Linked DNA regions of Mus musculus: all the other regions are linked to region 5. The links are chromatin contacts, called in public HiChIP or PLAC-seq maps. All regions are on one chromosome and are shown on one strand. The core of a region is the stretch at or near the end of the contact, and the rest is flanking DNA. Distances in the headings are between cores, read along the strand shown.

What was found. HiChIP or PLAC-seq counts read pairs in DNA pulled down with a chosen protein or histone mark.
Region 1: a contact with region 5 is called in an H3K27ac HiChIP or PLAC-seq map of SST interneurons, with 11 times the contacts expected there. The contact joins two enhancer-like sites. A contact is called at or near these places in 2 of 484 Hi-C or Micro-C datasets (cortical neurons and frontal cortex) and 2 of 115 datasets of contacts at active chromatin or transcription factors (the NIH/3T3 cell line and SST interneurons).
Region 2: a contact with region 5 is called in an H3K27ac HiChIP or PLAC-seq map of embryonic fibroblasts, with 8 times the contacts expected there. The contact joins two enhancer-like sites. A contact is called at or near these places in 1 of 15 datasets of contacts at CTCF or cohesin (the NIH/3T3 cell line) and 3 of 115 datasets of contacts at active chromatin or transcription factors (the NIH/3T3 cell line, SST interneurons and embryonic fibroblasts).
Region 3: an H3K27ac HiChIP or PLAC-seq map of SST interneurons shows a contact between it and region 5, with 7 times the contacts expected there. The contact joins two enhancer-like sites. A contact is called at or near these places in 1 of 15 datasets of contacts at CTCF or cohesin (the NIH/3T3 cell line), 1 of 484 Hi-C or Micro-C datasets (frontal cortex) and 2 of 115 datasets of contacts at active chromatin or transcription factors (the NIH/3T3 cell line and SST interneurons).
Region 4: an H3K27ac HiChIP or PLAC-seq map of embryonic fibroblasts shows a contact between it and region 5, with 7 times the contacts expected there. The contact joins two enhancer-like sites.
Region 6: a CTCF HiChIP or PLAC-seq map of the NIH/3T3 cell line shows a contact between it and region 5, with 5 read pairs. The contact joins two enhancer-like sites. A contact is called at or near these places in 1 of 15 datasets of contacts at CTCF or cohesin (the NIH/3T3 cell line), 1 of 484 Hi-C or Micro-C datasets (nephron progenitors) and 1 of 115 datasets of contacts at active chromatin or transcription factors (the NIH/3T3 cell line).

What each region holds. Positions count from the first base shown.
Region 1 is chr11:56,145,409-56,148,108 of GRCm38.p6, forward strand. No RefSeq gene overlaps it. Among named protein-coding and RNA genes, the nearest start is that of Gm46260, 27 kb to the left of the region's middle. Within about 2 kb of position 1,428, at least 4 of the 459 cell types and tissues checked have an H3K27ac peak or open chromatin away from gene starts, as enhancers often do. A contact at or near this core is called in SST interneurons, where this site is marked.
Region 2 is chr11:56,340,469-56,343,428 of GRCm38.p6, forward strand. No RefSeq gene overlaps it. Among named protein-coding and RNA genes, the nearest start is that of Gm32500, 84 kb to the right of the region's middle. Within about 2 kb of position 1,388, at least 16 of the 459 cell types and tissues checked have an H3K27ac peak or open chromatin away from gene starts, as enhancers often do. A contact at or near this core is called in SST interneurons and embryonic fibroblasts, where this site is marked.
Region 3 is chr11:56,168,441-56,171,140 of GRCm38.p6, forward strand. No RefSeq gene overlaps it. Among named protein-coding and RNA genes, the nearest start is that of Gm46260, 50 kb to the left of the region's middle. Within about 2 kb of position 1,366, at least 23 of the 459 cell types and tissues checked have an H3K27ac peak or open chromatin away from gene starts, as enhancers often do. A contact at or near this core is called in SST interneurons, where this site is marked.
Region 4 is chr11:56,307,169-56,309,868 of GRCm38.p6, forward strand. No RefSeq gene overlaps it. Among named protein-coding and RNA genes, the nearest start is that of Gm32500, 120 kb to the right of the region's middle. Within about 2 kb of position 1,388, at least 10 of the 459 cell types and tissues checked have an H3K27ac peak or open chromatin away from gene starts, as enhancers often do. A contact at or near this core is called in embryonic fibroblasts, where this site is marked.
Region 5 is chr11:57,139,178-57,141,939 of GRCm38.p6, forward strand. The region is part of intron 2 of Gria1 (glutamate receptor, ionotropic, AMPA1 (alpha 1)); the gene reads left to right. Among named protein-coding and RNA genes, the nearest start is that of Gria1, 130 kb to the left of the region's middle. Within about 2 kb of position 1,439, at least 36 of the 459 cell types and tissues checked have an H3K27ac peak or open chromatin away from gene starts, as enhancers often do. A contact at or near this core is called in the NIH/3T3 cell line, SST interneurons and embryonic fibroblasts, where this site is marked.
Region 6 is chr11:56,372,259-56,375,092 of GRCm38.p6, forward strand. No RefSeq gene overlaps it. Among named protein-coding and RNA genes, the nearest start is that of Gm32500, 52 kb to the right of the region's middle. Within about 2 kb of position 1,488, at least 28 of the 459 cell types and tissues checked have an H3K27ac peak or open chromatin away from gene starts, as enhancers often do. A contact at or near this core is called in the NIH/3T3 cell line, where this site is marked.

The DNA of each region.
Region 1 (2,700 bases), core at 178-2,677, 990 kb before region 5:
AGCACTGGAACTCTGACGGGACACAGGTTTTCTCCCACTGCCTTTATTTCCCTACACCCACTGCCCGACATATTAAGTAATATACAGTAGCAGAAAGGCACAGGACTGAGTGTCAGGACACTTCAATCCTGTTCTGTGTAAGTTTTGTCTTAGTGGTGTCAGCAGTGAGGTACCTTGTAATTGAATTCTGGAATGTGGAGATGGACAAGAACTTGAACCCCCAGATTGTTTTATTTAAAATTGTTAAGTGATGGAAGGAGTTACAGAGACAAAGTTTGGAGCTGAGACAAAAGGATGGACCATCTAGAGACTGCCATATCCAGAGATCCATCCTATAATTAGCCTCCAAACGATGACATCATTGCATACACTAGCAAGATTTTGCTGAAAGGACCCTGATATAGCTGTCTCTTGTGAGACTATGCTGGGGCCTAGCAAACACATAAGTAGATGCTCACAGTCAGCTATTGGATGGATCACAGAGCCCCCAATGGAGGATCTAGAGAAAGTATCCAAGGAGCTAAAGAGATCTGCAACCCTGTAGGTGCAACATTATGAACTAACCAGTACCCCGGAGCTCTTGACTCTAGCTGCATATGTATCAAAAGATGGCCTAGTCGGCCATCACTGGAAAGAGAGGCCCATTGGACACACAAACTTTATATGCCCCAGTACAGGGGAATGCCAGGGCCAAAATATAGGAATGGGTGGGTAGGGAAGTGGGGGGGTGTATGGGGGACTTTTGGGATAGCATTCTAAATGTAATTGAGGAAAATACGTAATAATAAAAAAATTTTTTTAAAAAAGAGTATAATCAAATATGAATGCATAAGGTATCACATTTTTAAATGTTATATTATTTTTATAGACTACAGAAGTTGAGAACTAAAAAATAAAATAAAATAAAATAAAATTGTTAAGTGTATGTGTATCTGCACACACAAGTACACTTGCTCACACAGGTCAGAATGAGGCACTGAGCCCCTGAAGCTGGAGTTACAGGTTGTGAATCACTTGACAGGGATGTTGGGAACTGAACTCCAGTCTTTTATGAGAAGAGCAAGTGTTTGCAACTGCTTATTCATTCCCCTGACCCCTAGACCTCAGAACTGTACAGAAAAATGCTCTGTGTTTGGACTCACGTGTTTTATATGCCCACTCAAAAACTGCTTATGGATTTGAGCACTGGAGTCCAATCTGGGGTTCTGAACAAGCCGATCTTTGGGCCAAGGGAAGATGATAATTGGCATTGGGATGATTTACTGATAGAGACAGAGTAGAGTTTAGGAGGTCCCCCTTCCAACAAAGATTCAGCAGACAGCATTCCATCTGCTAATCGAAATCAGACCGCTGATCTCAACCTGCTCAGTGGCATTAGCTCATTCCCATAGCTCCCTGCTCACAGGGATAGAATACATCTTTCTTCTGTCCTCTCCTAAGGACTCCCCAGCTGCATGCGGCCCAAAGGGGAAGCAGGCTGTTCCAGATGGCTTTGCTCTGCACCAGTACATTTCATTATGTAAACCCTCCTTCCGACAGCTCACGTGGAACATGCCATGTCCTGAGAGAGGAGCTTTCATTAACCATATTGCTTCTGACACATGGAATCAGTGCATTACATGGCCCTATACCATGCTGTCAGAGGGGTGATGTGACAGTCAGCAGCACCAGCCTCAATTCTGTATCCACAAAGATGTTCACCTCTTTTACTAACAACAGAATTTGTAACTCTTGAAGAAGAAGGGCAGGGGGACTTGAAAACTGGGGAATTGCAAAGTCCCAGTAGTAGAACTGAGAACAATATCCAAGTTTTTGGTCACCCAGAGTGTACTCTTTATATTGTAGACTACTTAATTCTTAAACATGCCTAGTGTCTTTTTAAAATACAGACTGCAGGAGGCTTGATGAAAGGCATACATTTTATTTTGTTATGCCAAGAAACTTAACTACCACCTACTATCTGGCCTCAAAACAACATATTCTTAAAGGATTTTAATCACTGTACAACTCTCTCTCTCTCTCTCTCTCTCTGTGTGTGTGTGTGTGTGTGTGTGTGTGCTACACAAGTGTAGTGCCTATGGAGGCCAGAAGAGAGGCACCAGAACCCTTGTAGACTGGAGTTACAGGTGGTGGCAATCAGCCAACTCAGGGTTTGTGAACTGAACTTGGATCCTCTGGAAGAACAAAAACTTCTGATCCATCTCTTCAGCATCAATTAATTCATTCTGTCTATGTTAATCCTTAAGTGCTCATAGATATCTTTTCAAAAGTCTACACTATTCTTGGCTGCTGTGTAAAGTCAGAAACAGATACTCGGATCACAGCAGGCAGAGGGAGCTGTGTGATCCTAGATGGGAATGAGATTGTCAAAAGGGTTGTATTAGAAGCTACAGATATAAGGAGGGAGGATGAATTGGAGATCCTAGATGTCAAGTAACGAGGTATCTTAGAATGACGTACTAAGAGCTTTATGAGGCAGGGTTTTAAAACAAGAGAATGTCAAGTGTTGACATGAATTGGATAACACACAAATTCTTGTTAAGTTTCTTCTTCTACCATGTGATTCTTGGAGATGGAAGTCAGGATCTCAGCAAACACTTTTCCCACTGAGCCATCTCACTATTTCCAATAGGCAGTGTTTAATCCATTTGTTCAATATTTATGGAGACTTCTGTTCTGGATGGTAGATAGTCTCTGAAA
Region 2 (2,960 bases), core at 138-2,637, 800 kb before region 5:
CTGCAGTCTTTGCAGAAGATGTCAGGGTCAGGTTGCACCTGAGCTGCTTCAAACAATAATTTTCTGTTCCAAGTCACCACAAACAAAACCACATAGTCCTAAGACACTAGGGTTCTATTTCATGCAGAGACATGTTTATGGGTCAGCTTGGTCACTATGCCCCCCCTTCCCCCCTTGACAAGTCCCATGATCTATCCAGATCAGCCTGATCCTTCAACTCTATGAAATGCTTAAGTGTCCAGTGGGGACTCTTTTTCTGCCTTACTCAGAAAGGGGGAATATGTGGGTGCAAAATTTATAGGACAAAGTAAACACACTGATATAAGGTGCCTCCGATTGCAGTGGCTTGATGGTTTGAACTTTGAATTCAGAACAAAACCTTGTGGGAATCCGGAGATCTTCCCAGTTACTGAGTCACCCCCGGCAAACCCTTTCATCTCTCTCTGAGCCTGGGATCATTCCCCTTTTACAGAAGAGCGAGAATGAATGGAATTTGCAGGAGCGTTGCAAAGTAGAATAAGGAAAAGTGTATAGTCAGTATAACCCACCAAGGTGACCCAGCGTTTCGGCGGTTTTGGCAGGATTTATTCTTTTCCAGCTATTTACAGCTACCATCTTTATTTCTTACATTCTCCGAGTCTAATCGCTCCACTGTCTTAAGCCTGTCCTCTCACATGAGAGAATAAAGCAAGCTCTGATTGGTTTCTCTTCACAGCACTCTGTGTCTTTGATCCCTCACACATGGAAGTTGCACTGGAAAACAGCTGGGTACATAGGCACTCCAGCTGTACCAGCCCAGCATGGGGAGCCATCCTCCAGCAGACAGCATTTAAAGGGAACATTCCAGTGATGGATTTGAGTGTTGATAATTGATATTCTCATATGTATACCCATTCATCCACTCAATGACTCTTTGATTATATAGCAGAATCAAAAAAGCTTCAACATGAGAAAAGAACTTATCTATGACTTATTATACTGTATGCTTGAAGGAGATTCAGGGAAGTTCAATGCAATTTTTATTTCCACATTGAGAAGAATATAAACAAAACAAACTAACACATCCTGCCAGGCTGTTGGAAAGAGAACGAACAGAGCTTTGCTCCTCTCTAGGATCTCAAAGGGCTCAGGGAAAATGAAATGTGTGTGTGGAGATGGCTGTGAAGTGAGAGACAGGCACTTGGCATAGTCATGGGGGTTTTAATAGGATATTACTTCCAGCTAGAAGAGAAGATTGAGGGACACACTCAGGTTTGTGCTATGCAATGAATTTCCCTTTATGTTGGGAAGATCTGCTTTTTCTTCTGCAGCCACTGTCTCTTCCTCTCTGTATAGTAGGAGTGGAATCAACCCTATTCCCAACATTAGACTTTGCTCAGCTGGTTAGGGTAGTATACTGTTCAGCTATGGAAATTATCTTGCAGATGTGGTCATCCTGAAAGCCCTCAGCAGCCAGATGTCTCAAAAGGGGAAAGTGAGTCAGAGTGACTCAGTGTAGAAGAATCAAAGAGATGGAAAAATACAGATTTCTGGGGTTTGGCAACCAGCTCAGTGGATGAAAGTTTACTATGCAGGCATAAGGATATGAGTTTAAAGCCTAGCATTCATGCCAAAAGCCAGGTATAGCAGCTTGTGCATGCCTGTATCTCCAACATCACGAGAGGTAGAGATAGGAGGATTGCTGGGGCTTGCTGGCTTCCAGCCCATCTCCAAGTTCCCTATATAAGACAGTATCTAGGGAATAAGAGAGCCTGATTAAGGAGAACACCTGATGTGACTCTCTGGCCTCTGTGAGTGCATGGAAATGACCATAAGCACATGTATGTGCATATACTACAGACACATATATCAAAAATGTATACACATATACATGTAATAAATTAGTAAATTATATGCAGATTCCTAATGTCATTTGGGTACCTGGATCTAGATGAATCTTGAATTAATGCTGTTTCAGAAGACAGAGTTCATGCTGGGAGTGGTGGAGCACGCCTTTAATCCCAGCACTCGGGAGGCAGAGGCAGGTGGATTTCTGAGTTCAAAGCCAGCCTGGTCTACAAAGTGAGTTCCAGAACAGCCAGGGCTACACAGAGAAACCATATCTCAAAAAGCCAAAAAAAAAAAAAAAAAAAAAAAGAAGACACAGTTCTGTTGCTATGTAAACTAGCCAAGTTTAAATAGTGATTATTTTTGTAGGCTTATGTATTTTATATGTATATGGCATTTTGCCAGCATGTATGTATTTGTATGTATTTGCATTATTTATGTGTGCCCTGTCCACAGAGGTCAGAAGATGTCATTAGATTCCCTGGAATTGGAATTATAGATGATTGTCAGCCACCTTGTAGGTATTGGAAATTGAACTCAGTCCTTTGGAAGAACAGCAAGTTCTCTTAACAGCTGACACACCTCTCAAATCCCTAAGCTGGGATTTTTAAGATCCATTTAGAGCAGTAATATTTTAATTTGGCCATGATTGGTAGGTAGACTTTGCCTTTGTGTGTAATGAGGAAGTTGTAGGACAGCAATGGAGGGAGAGGTAAAGATGCAAGCACATAGAAGTGTCTGGAAGATCACAAAGCATCCTGCTTGGGTGCAGTCAGGAGAGTTAATAGACAAGTCGGAGAATGAAAACAAGGAGGGAGATGAGATTTCAGAAAGTCTTTGGCCCTACACTGCAAGGATTTAACATGGAGATGAACGAACCATTGGGGATTTTATAGACAAGCTTGTTCTGTGCTGATCTGTGCAGAGTGGAAGCAGGCAGATGTAGAGGTCGGACGTTTAAGGAAATAATTATGGCAGAGAGAGCTGTGTGAAAGACACATAATTAACACTCTTGCCAAGTGTCTCTTCTTTTTCAGAATGGGAAATTCACTTCTGCTTCCTTCCTGACATCAATTTGTGTTCCCTGAGTTGATTGGTTCTCTTGAAGTTTCTGTTGGCTTTAGTGTCGTTCT
Region 3 (2,700 bases), core at 116-2,615, 970 kb before region 5:
CTTAGATTGTGTTACAGAAATGGTCTGAGGATGTACTAAGCAATTCTGTAATGTTTGGAACCGGAAATCCAGTGCAGATGGGCCTTTTTTTTAAAGAAAATGTTAAAAAAAGGAGGTAATTTTGACTGTAAATGTCATTATGAAGCTCACTGCTTTGTATAATGAATATAGACTAATAATTTTTTTAAAGATTTATTTTTGGGGACTGGAGAGGTTGCTTATCTTTCAAGAACACTGGAAGCTTTCATAAAGCATATGGGTTTGTTTCCCAGCATGCATGGGGGAGCTCACAACTGTCTATAGCTCTAGCTCCAGGGGATACAATGTTCTTTTCTGGTCTTCATGGACACGTATGTGTGCTTGGTCCTCATACATAAACTCAGGTCCCCATACTCCTTTCAAAGAAGATTTAACTTTTTATTGTGTGCGTGTGTGTGTGTGTGTGTGTGTGTGTGTGTGTGTGTGTGACTGAATGGTACTTGCAGAGGTCAGAAGACAGCATCCATATGATACTCTGGAATTAGAATTAGAGGTAGCTGTGAGCCACTTGATATGAGTACTGGGAACAGAACTTGGGTGCTCTGCAACAGCAGTGGGCAGTCCTATATGCTGGGCCATCTCTCTAGACCCTGGTAAAACATTAAAATAAAGAGATGCTTTATAAAACCCAAAGGAGAAGCCAATCCCATCATAAAGTGGAAGAAGCTGAAGGGAGGGGATGGGGTCTCATTGACCCCCGTGGATCTAAGGTTCTGGGGTAGAATGTTGGCGCTGTCCATTTTTGGTTTCATAATAGGATGCATGATTGCATTCAAAGTACAGACACTGTGGTTTCTGATATTATTTTTGTCCCTGCTGAGATCAGAAAAAACAGTGATTTTCACTAAAAGCCCAACAACAGTTCTCTCCTCTACAACTCTAAGCCTCACCAATGGCAGTTCCTAGGTATTTTTCTCTCTCCTCTCTGCACTGACACTCTAATCATGATGATGGTAGTTTAAATAAAGCAGTAATAACGACTCACAAGAAGCTCTCAGTCCCCGGACTAGAAGAAAAGATGCCGCATTTGGGACTCTTAGGGTCTAACAAGGATGATTTTCTTGCTGTTGACTTATATGAAAGAGCTTATTGAGTAGGTTGGTGACAGCTCAGAGGAAACTGAAATGTATGTGAACAGTGGAGTCGACATCTGAGAACGCCCCTGTGTTGTTCACTGGAGGCAAGAAACATAGACTGCAGATTGTAGCAACTGCTAGACAAAGGGTGCTTACCAATATTGCTGGGCGAGCCTAGCACACACTGCTGTGGGCGAGCAAGGAGAGCTGGCTCGGACCTGGAGAGAACCCAAGTATCAGCGAGCAGCCATCTGGAGGATTCAGGCCTTCACAATGTGGCAATCAGATTCTCTTAAGAACTGATTGCTGGGCTTGTTAACTGGGAGGAACTGCGAGCAGTGTGTCTAATCATGGCCCGAGAACAACTTCTAGTAAATACGGACTTAGGAAGGAAAAACACTGAAGGCATCAATCTGCATCTATTGTGTCCGAAAAGGTCAGCGGCTCACTCCTTCCTTCCTGAGCTCTACAGCCCTCAGCCCTCGCCAGTGTCTACCTTCTGCTTTCCATAGCTAATTCCTGCTCTTTGGATCCTGTTTGCAGAGGGATACCAGTGGCTTAGAGAGCAGGGAAGGGTAATGGGATGTGTACCTTGGAGCTGGCTGTAATTAGTGCTTATGTTTGGGGAAGCACGGCATCCCTGGATGAGGAGTTACTGTAATTCAGGTGACAGACTGAGAAATATTCCCAGCTCATTTTTAAAGCATGGCACAGCTAAGGAGAATGAACATAATATCCCTCAAGTCAGGTTACAGGACAAACTGGAGGCATCTGCTTATACTCATGATCCCAGGAGTCCTTGGGAGTAGATGAGGGATGAGGGATGAAGGATGAGGGATGAGGGATGAGGGATGAGGGATGAGGGATGAGGGTCTTTTGAAGTCATAGGTTTAGGACCTTGCTGGGCAGCAACAGAAGCTGAGAATTCTATCCCCAAAATGAAAATAGAGAACTAATAGGTATGTGGTACCTAAGGTTCTGGCCAAGAAATGTAGTAGATAGCTTCAAAGTCATATCGAATATTGCTCATTCTCTCTCTCTCTCTCTCTCTCTCTCTCTCTCTCTCTCTCTCTCTCTCTCCCTCTCTCTCTCCCTCCCTCTATCTCTTAAGAGACTACATAATGTTATTTACACATACATGGGCTTGAATTTTGAATTATCTCTGTAGCCATCCTTCTACTGACATCATTACTTGCTTCCCTCTCTCTTACAACCACCAACCACTCCAGCTCCAGGGGATCTGATGCCCTCTTTTGGCCTCCAAGGAAAACATGCACGCAGACTTATGAAATTAAAAATAAAAACTGAAAACAAGGAAGCATTTTATTCCCTAGTATTTCTTTCTGTAGTTTCTTATCCATTTTGTTTTCGTTTCCCAGATTCCAAGCACAGGAGGAAAACCTGTGGTATTTGTCTCTGCAGGTCTTGCTTATTTCATGTAGCATGAACCTTCAGTTCCATCCATTTTCCTGCTAATGAGAAAATTTCATTCTTCTTTGTGGCTGAGCAAAAAGTCCCCTGTGTCTATGTACCAAATCTGATCCCCACATTCTCTGATGAGCTCCAAAGGCTAATTTCATAGTTT
Region 4 (2,700 bases), core at 138-2,637, 830 kb before region 5:
ATGCCAAATACCATTGCTGTTAAACAGACTGCTTTAAATATAAAACCTCATTTGATGCTCACCACAAATCCACAAGGTGGCGCTCTCATTGGCCACCCATCACAGCCCCTACTACTTCATCACGAGGGAACTCAACCTTAAGCCAAGGCAATAATTCTCAAAGGCACCTCCACCTAGTTCCAGATAGAGCAATTACAGACCTGGCCTGGCTCATGTTCAAGGTTAAGCTCTTAAACACTATATATTACTTCTCTTTGACTTTTTAAAAAACTACACTGGTAGGACTGGGGAGACAGCTCATCTGGTGAAGTGGTTGCCATGCAAGGACAAGGACATGAGTTAGATACCAAAAAAGTCAGATAAAAAAGCTTCCAGTGTTGGGGAGGAGAGACAGGTCCATCCCTGGAGCTTCCTAGCCCAAAACTCTCTAGGGTCAGCGAGAGACTGTGTCTTAAAAAATAAGATGAAATGTCTGAAGAGATTCATTCCTCAGCCGTTCAGAGTGTGTTCCTATAGAGGACCTGAGTTTAGTTCCGGGTACCCATATAGTGACTCACCACCATCTGTAACTCTAGGTTCAGGGAATTGGACGCCCTCTTGTGGTTTCTACCAGTATCTGCTCACTCACAAATCTACATGCAAATAATATTGATACTGATAATACTGATAATAATGTCTTAAAAATAAGGGGGGGCATGATAGGAGCAGGCACTTGACTTCAAACTCTGGCTTCCACAAACATTTTTATGCACACAGGTATACACATAACACATATACACACAGTTGTATGCATACATTACATCACACACACACACACACACACACACTTACAGGAACTGAGGCTTGATGAAGAGATTGAAAGTAGTTAATTTATCCCAGCATACGATGAGAGACTTGGTCTGAGATCCATGCCACAGTGAAGTCTTTCTCCCTTAGCGAAGAGACTAGGCTGGCCACACAGTGTCAGCTCACAACGCCTCTGCTCTTCCTCAGAGATGCACAAGGATATTGCAGTCAGATCTTCTAAAGCGATTGTGTTACCTAGTAGTTCAAAGCAGGCCATCCCTGTTGTCATTGACACTGGGCTAAAAACACATACCAGGCAGTAAACAGCATGGCTGAGGGTAAAGGTCTTCGAGTTTACACAGGTGTTTCTCATAACGGAGAGTCTGCTTATAGCTTTGGATTATTACATTTCATATTTCTCTCGAGCATTCCTTATATTTGACGTATGTCTAGAAGACTCTTTAGCTGGACAATTCCACAATATGAAAAAATTGGAGAAAAGTTAGAGAAAGGGCAAAGTAGGCAAAGACGGCCACAGGAGGTGGGATAAGATCTCTGAAGGCTTGATTTCTAGTTGCCTGGTCTCCTCCTGATTGTGTAGTTCTAATTGCTTCAATTATCTGGTCACGTGCTCATGTAAGTGCTTCCTTTTGGAAAATGCAAATAACCATGAAAAGAAGATGGGAAGATGGCCATTCAAATTCAGTGCTTAGTGTGAATTATTTTATTCAGTTTGCTAAATAATTTTAGGCCAGTTCCTGGTCAAGAAAGGATGGGGAAATTTTACCTTATCCGCTTCTTCCGCACAGCCTTAAATCATGAAGGAGTGCAGAGGGAAGCAGCTTAATAAGAAATCCAGTTAGCTGCATAGTCAGGACATAAGCATGGTGTGGGCAGTGTGTAATGATCTTTTCCTTGTGTTGTGTTTTTCCAGCCATCAGCACATATGATGACTGTGTGATAAGCCAGACCACAGACATTGGTAGACTATGAGTGGGTAGGGAGGAAGGGTTGGGGAGATAGCCCAGTCAGTAAAAGGTTAACTGTGAAAACATTAGGACCTGAGTTTAATTTCCAGAACTCACAATGAAAATCTGGGTATGGTGCTACATACTAGTAAATCCCAGCTCTGGGAAAGCAGAGGTAGGTAGGTGCCTGATCCCTCAGGCCAGCCAGCCCAGCTGACTTGACAAGTTATAGGCCTCTGCATCTGAGGAAAACCACTATGTGCTGTGATGGCTAAGGAAACTTCATTTCATGCTAAGCAGCCATCTTGGTAAGCCCTGGCCATTTATCTCTGACTTCAGTCTCTGGAGGTTAAGTTCTAAGTAACCCTGACTCAGTGACCCCCCACCCAGAAATATATAGCTGTGATCATCTCTTGACTCACCTCAACCACTTAAAATTGGCAGAACAGACCATTTTTTTTGTGTGTGGGTGTGGGTGTGTGGGGTGGGGGCGAGGCTTGCTTGCATACATATCAAAGGTCTCGTGGTTTTCACCTTTAAAAAGACCCTTCCCCATACCCCTCGTATATAGCAATCTCAAATCTGACTCAGAGACTATGCTCCTGCTAGCAGCTAATCAATAAATCTCTTAATTATAATTGAATGGACTCTGTGGTCTTTCCCCAGGAGCCCCAAATTCCATTAACAGTGTACATGTCTATATGTCCATCACTCCCCGCACCACACACATGCATACACACATATAAGTCAGTAGGATAGAGACAGACAGATAGACTCCCTTACCACAGCTCAGCTGGGTACCTAGAAATGATTCAGATCTGCTCTGACCTTCAGTTTGTTCTTCTGCACAATAGAGATAAATATTAACTGCCAGTCTGTAGTTACAAAAACAAGATAATGCATGTGATACTCTTATCAGAGCCACTGATGCCAAGAAGCTCTCTGC
Region 5 (2,762 bases), core at 189-2,688:
TAACGTGCTAGCCTGTGGTGGAGTGCTAACCTATTCAGCCCAGAGCCTATGGAGCCCAGAGCTCCATCCCCAGCCCTGAAAGATTCAGAAATAGTAGTGGCCTCGCTGATGGTCCTCCTGGGGGAGTTTTGGAAATATGAGACTTTGAAGAGGAGGTGATTGGTCATTCTCATATTATAGATAAGAAAACATGGTCCAGGGCACTTAGCCTTATGACTCAGACTTGCATCTAAGTTCCTGCAAGCTGAAGCCTTGTGCAAGCTATTCTTCCACAGCCTATATGTCTTTAGGTGTAAATGGATAATTGGGATATGCCCTGTAATTCATCGTGAATATTTCATTAAGAAGGTTGTGTTAAGCACCCTAAATAGCCTAGGGTCCACACCACCTAGTATCTGCAGGCCTTAATACAGACAAGGCTTATTGAACCACTGACAAACAGGATAACAGGTAAGAGAACAAGACAAATGGCTGGTTAATACTTCCTCAGAAGAAAAGAACCTTTCATAAACCATAAGGGGATACCTTCCCTCTCTCTGCACCAAGGAGAATGCCCACCCCAACTCCCAGCATCCCCTGCAAGCTTCCTCACATAGCAACCTCACATGGCAGAACCCAAAACAACTTCCCAGGTATGGTATTAGCATGGAAACATTTGCAGTTGGACCCTGTACATTCCTTCTTTCTAAATCCCTAAATATCAGCCCCATTCCTTCAGCTGCAAAAGAGAACTCTTGGACTCAACGAGCAGTGGCTTATTTAGGATCCTCATGGTCTTGTGTGCATCTGAATTTCAAGGAAGTCACTACTCTTTGGCTGAGGAAGGCTGCAGCAAATTAGTATTCCTGCCGTCAGTCCTCCTTTGGGGACTAAACTCTTTTTTTCTTTCCATCTCCATCTCTCAGTGAAATTTTTTGTTCCAGACCATGCTGTCTCAGCCAGTCTCTTCCTAATGTGATTCTCTTTGATTCACACCAGGCAGCCCCTGCAAGAAGACAGCACCAAAGCAAGCGCCTAGGTGGCTGAGGACGGTGCGCTGGCAGGAGCAGTTCTGGAAGCATCTTCGAACACAGCCATCACACATTTAACCAAAGTGACTGACAGAGTGTTTCTCCCCCTCTGTACTTTCAGTCCATTAGTCTTATTTGTCTTCTGCAGAAAGACGCCTCCCTCCACACCTCAGGTTCCTACAAAAATCAGTGTGTGCGTATCAGACACGCCTACGCACATGATGTGATGGGCACCAGTCTGGATCTGGGGGGAGTAGTCGGTGTTTTGTTCCTAGGCTATGAGTCCTGCTTTCCTCCCCCGCCCCACTCACTCCCAGCCCCCACCCCGCTCTACTTCTTTGTTTCCTTTCTGCTTTTCCCAGAAACTGCCTCTTCTTGCTGTTAGTCATCATGGAATCGAAAACCCTTTAGCATTCCAGGCAGCTGAGAGCATTTACATCGTTCCTCTCTCCTTAGCACCGGGAAGCCTATGAGGCCCCAAAGACACTGTGTGTCATCAGCAACTGGCTTTTTTCTTAGAAAATATTCACTGTGGTCTACCTTTGCCATCCAGCTCTGTGGTCTTGATCCTACCCATTGCATCAGCCATCACCTTCCTAGGTCTCTAGATTGTAGACATACACATCCCTCTCCTATGAAGCACGTGTTTAGCACGTGTCACTTTTTCCACAGATATATATGAATATGTTCAAGAAACTAAGGGATCTTTTTAAATTGTTTTTTATTTACACCCTCAATGTTCCCCCTCTCAAAGTTCTTCACCCCATCCTCTCTCCCCTTCACCTCTGAGAGAGCAGCCCCCGCCCCAGGCATCCCTCCTTCTCTAGGGTATCGAATCTCTACAGGATTAGGCGAATCCTCTCCCATTGGTGCCAGACAAGGTAGTCAGTCCTCTGCTACACATGTCCAGGCTACTTGGTGCTGTTGGTCTTCCTATGGGATTGCCATCCCCTTCAGGTCCTTTAATCCTTCCCCTAACTCATGCATAGGTGTCTGAGACCTCAGTCTGATGGCTGACTGTAAGTATGTGCAAGCATGTGTAAGTCTGTCCACTGCTGGTAAGGCTCTCACTCACTCAACATTGCATGGCTAGGAAGTTGCAGAACTCATTTCAGGTCCGTTCATTTGACCCCTCAAGAAGGCTGAAATCTCCCTTTTCTTAAGAGCATCACAAAAATTCATTATAATAAACACTGAAAACTACATGCTGATTGCTAAGTAGTAAAATTGGACTTTAAATGTAAATTTCTTGGTTGATGACCCATCCAACCTTCCGAGCAGATAGTTTGTTGGCTGCCACGAGAAAGCTGGAGAAAGAACAAGATTAACAAGTTGAGACCGCAGCGATGTCTGACACCTTAAGAGTGCTTGCTGTTATATCAGGGTCCTTTCAGCAAACGCTTGCTAGTGTATGCAATGGTGTCAGAGCTCTTGACTCTAGCTGCATATGTATCAAAAGATGGCCTAGTAGGCCATCACTGGAAAGAGAGGCCCATTCGACACGCAAACTTTATATGCCCCAGTACAGGGGAACTCCAGGGCCAAAAAGTGGGAATGGGTGGGTAGGGGAGTACGGGGGGGGGGGTATGGGGGACTTTTGGGATAGCATTGGAAATGTAATTGAGGAAAATACGCAATAAAAAAATTACTTAAAAAAAAAAGAGTGCTTGCTGTTCTAACAGAGTGTCCATATTCGGTTCCCAGCAACCATGTCAGGAAGCTTACAACCTCCCGTACCTTCAGCTCACAGAG
Region 6 (2,834 bases), core at 238-2,737, 770 kb before region 5:
GAGGGAAGAAGGGAATAGTTAAGATTAAAGGTGGTGAAGGATGGGAGGGAATGTAAAGATGGAAAATGGTGAGGAATAAATAACAGAGGCACCTTTTTCCTGATTTTTTTTATTAAGTTTCTTATTTATTTTGCATCCCAATCACAGCTTCCCCTCCCTCCTCCTCCCAGTCCCTCCCTCTCCCCTTGTCTTGACTTCACCCACTCCTCTTCTCCTCCTCAAAAAAGGGAGTGGGGCTTCCATGGATATAGACCAACCTTGGCATATCAAGTTGCAATAAGACTAGGCACATCTTTTTCTACTGAGGCTAGGCAAAGCAGTGATGGAAACTGTTGCAGAGACCAACAGCCAAACATTAAGAAGAGCTAGAAAAACCTACCAAGGACACTACAAGAAAACCTACAGAATTAACTAATCTGAGCCCATAGGGGCTCATAGAGTCTGAACTGCCAATCAGAGAACATGCATAGGACAGAGCTAGATGCTTTGCATATATGTAACAAAGGCACTTGGAAAAGACCATATTGAAACCCACAACTGTAGAAGCTTTCTAAAATATTCACATCCACATGGATAAGAAGAGTTTAAATGGAATTACTCTAAAATGGAGTGACAATACTCCAAATAGACACCGTATTCTATCAATAAAATCACTAGTACAGGAAAGGGCTACATCCTTTTGAATTGTTGGTCAGTGGGGTCCCATAGATCCTCTAAACAGTACAGACTATTGCCAATGCTCTCAATTAACTCCAGAAATTGTGGGCAAGATGCTATTGCTGAAGACACCACATACATGACTTCTATGATATGGAGAACTCTAGATAGCAGTCAACTGGAAGAGTCAACCCTGCTGGCCAGTGTTCATGGTTTTAGAATGTTGTGCCCACTACTGAAGAAGAAAAATAAACTTTCATCTCACCTAACTATGAACACTGCTAGTGGCAATAACAATTTGCCTGGCATGATGCAATAAAAGTTTAAATGGTACAGGGGTAAAAAAAATACAAAAAAACCCCAAAACACTCTCTGATTTAATTTAAGGACTGTTCCATGAGATAAAACCCAGCCATGACATTGTCAGCAAGTCCAAAACCTACTATTAGGTAAGTCATGGGATCTAGGAGAAAACATTCTGCTAAATGGACAAAAGATTAAAATTACTCCTAGTAACTTATCACTGTATTATACATTAGTACATAACTCAACCCTTTCAGAGGAGCTTCTTGTTGAAATAGATGGAAGTAAACAGAAACCTACAACTGGTCAATGTGCAGAGAACAGGAGGCTTTGAAATGCTTCACCTTGTTTTTGAGACACAAGCTTTCACTTTTACAGAAATAGCACAATACTAGGCTCTCTGGTGGGAGACCCCTGGGGATTCCTACCCCTCCCCAGCTACCCAGCACAGGGATTCCAAGCCTGTACCTCACCAGGCTTATTCGTGTGTACTCTGGATACCGAAATCAGGTTCTTGTGTTTGCATGGTAACCACTTTAAGCTGATGAAACATTACTTCCATGTGTCCAGCCCAATAACCTAGTTTTCTGCACAGCATGAATCATCCTTTGAAATTATTTTGCTTGCTTATCTTTCGTAAATCCATCATCTCTGTCCCTTTCAGAGAAGAAGCGTCATTCTTTCTATTTCTCCACAATTATGTTCACATTGCCAGTAATTTTCCAATGCTAGGGGAAAAAAATAACAAGATGAAGAGATGGATTAGAAAAGAGACAGAGAGTTACAGACAGGCAGTTTGCAAGGGAGTTAATCTAGCTTAACTGGTTGAGTTAGAGAACACCCAGGGCCTGTTTGAGCTCCGCTGTTCTGACAGCATGCATGAGAGAGTTACATAAAGGAGCAAGCAGGTGAGATCAGTTTCTACCTTTGCAGAGCTTAAGATCCAAGGAGAAGATCACTATATGCCAATCTATCATTCCACTAATAGAAGAACTGCAAATAGGTTTATTCAAAGAATGGGGCTGTAATCTTCTAGGTGAATCTCTAGCAAGACTTGACTTTCTTGGGGAGAAAGGGAAGGCTTTACAGAGAAAGTGGCATTCCTTAGAGGACCTGAAGGCTGGTATGATGAGGATGAATACAGAGTAGAAGTGGTAGTATTGTAGAAGGAGGAACAGCATCAGAGAAATGAGGTGAACTATCTCTAGCTATGACACCCATGAAGTGTGTTGGCCCCGTGAAGCCTCAGCATCTTGCCAGGACCCCTGGCCACATGAGGGAGCTGACATCAAGATTATCATACTCGATGCTGGATTCATTACCCCTCACAGAGTAAACACTGAATGACTCATGAAATTTTATCTGCCCACAGAAGACTTTTAATGTGCGTGTTTTACGACACTAATATTAGTGAGTCAGCCAGTGGACAGCCTTTAACATCAGTCTCGTCCCTCCGTTCTTTTAATGCAGTGTGGGGAGTCAGCAGGTTTGGCTTTGTTTCTTTGCTACTCTCAGAATTTTTCATTTGTCTGTGAAAGCATTTCCTGTTTGCTTTGTTCCTTTTCCATCAATTCACTGGGGCATACTTTAACTCTTGCTCCAGTGAAGTGGTCATAGTGAAGTCAGCAGACATGAATATGGGATACTAGCTTTCAGAAAACAGAAGGCTGATGCTGCTGAACAGTCTTCTCTTTACCAGCCTACAACAAGCATCCCTCTGCAGCTCTACAAATGAACAATGCTGGTCCAACCAGTATGTGTTGGATCGGTTATTCTCCATGCCTAGTTGGCTTCTCTTTCCACAGACCTGTCTTTAAAATCTACTTAAATTTCATCTGCTTTGGGAAATCATACACCTCTTAGGATTATTTTGA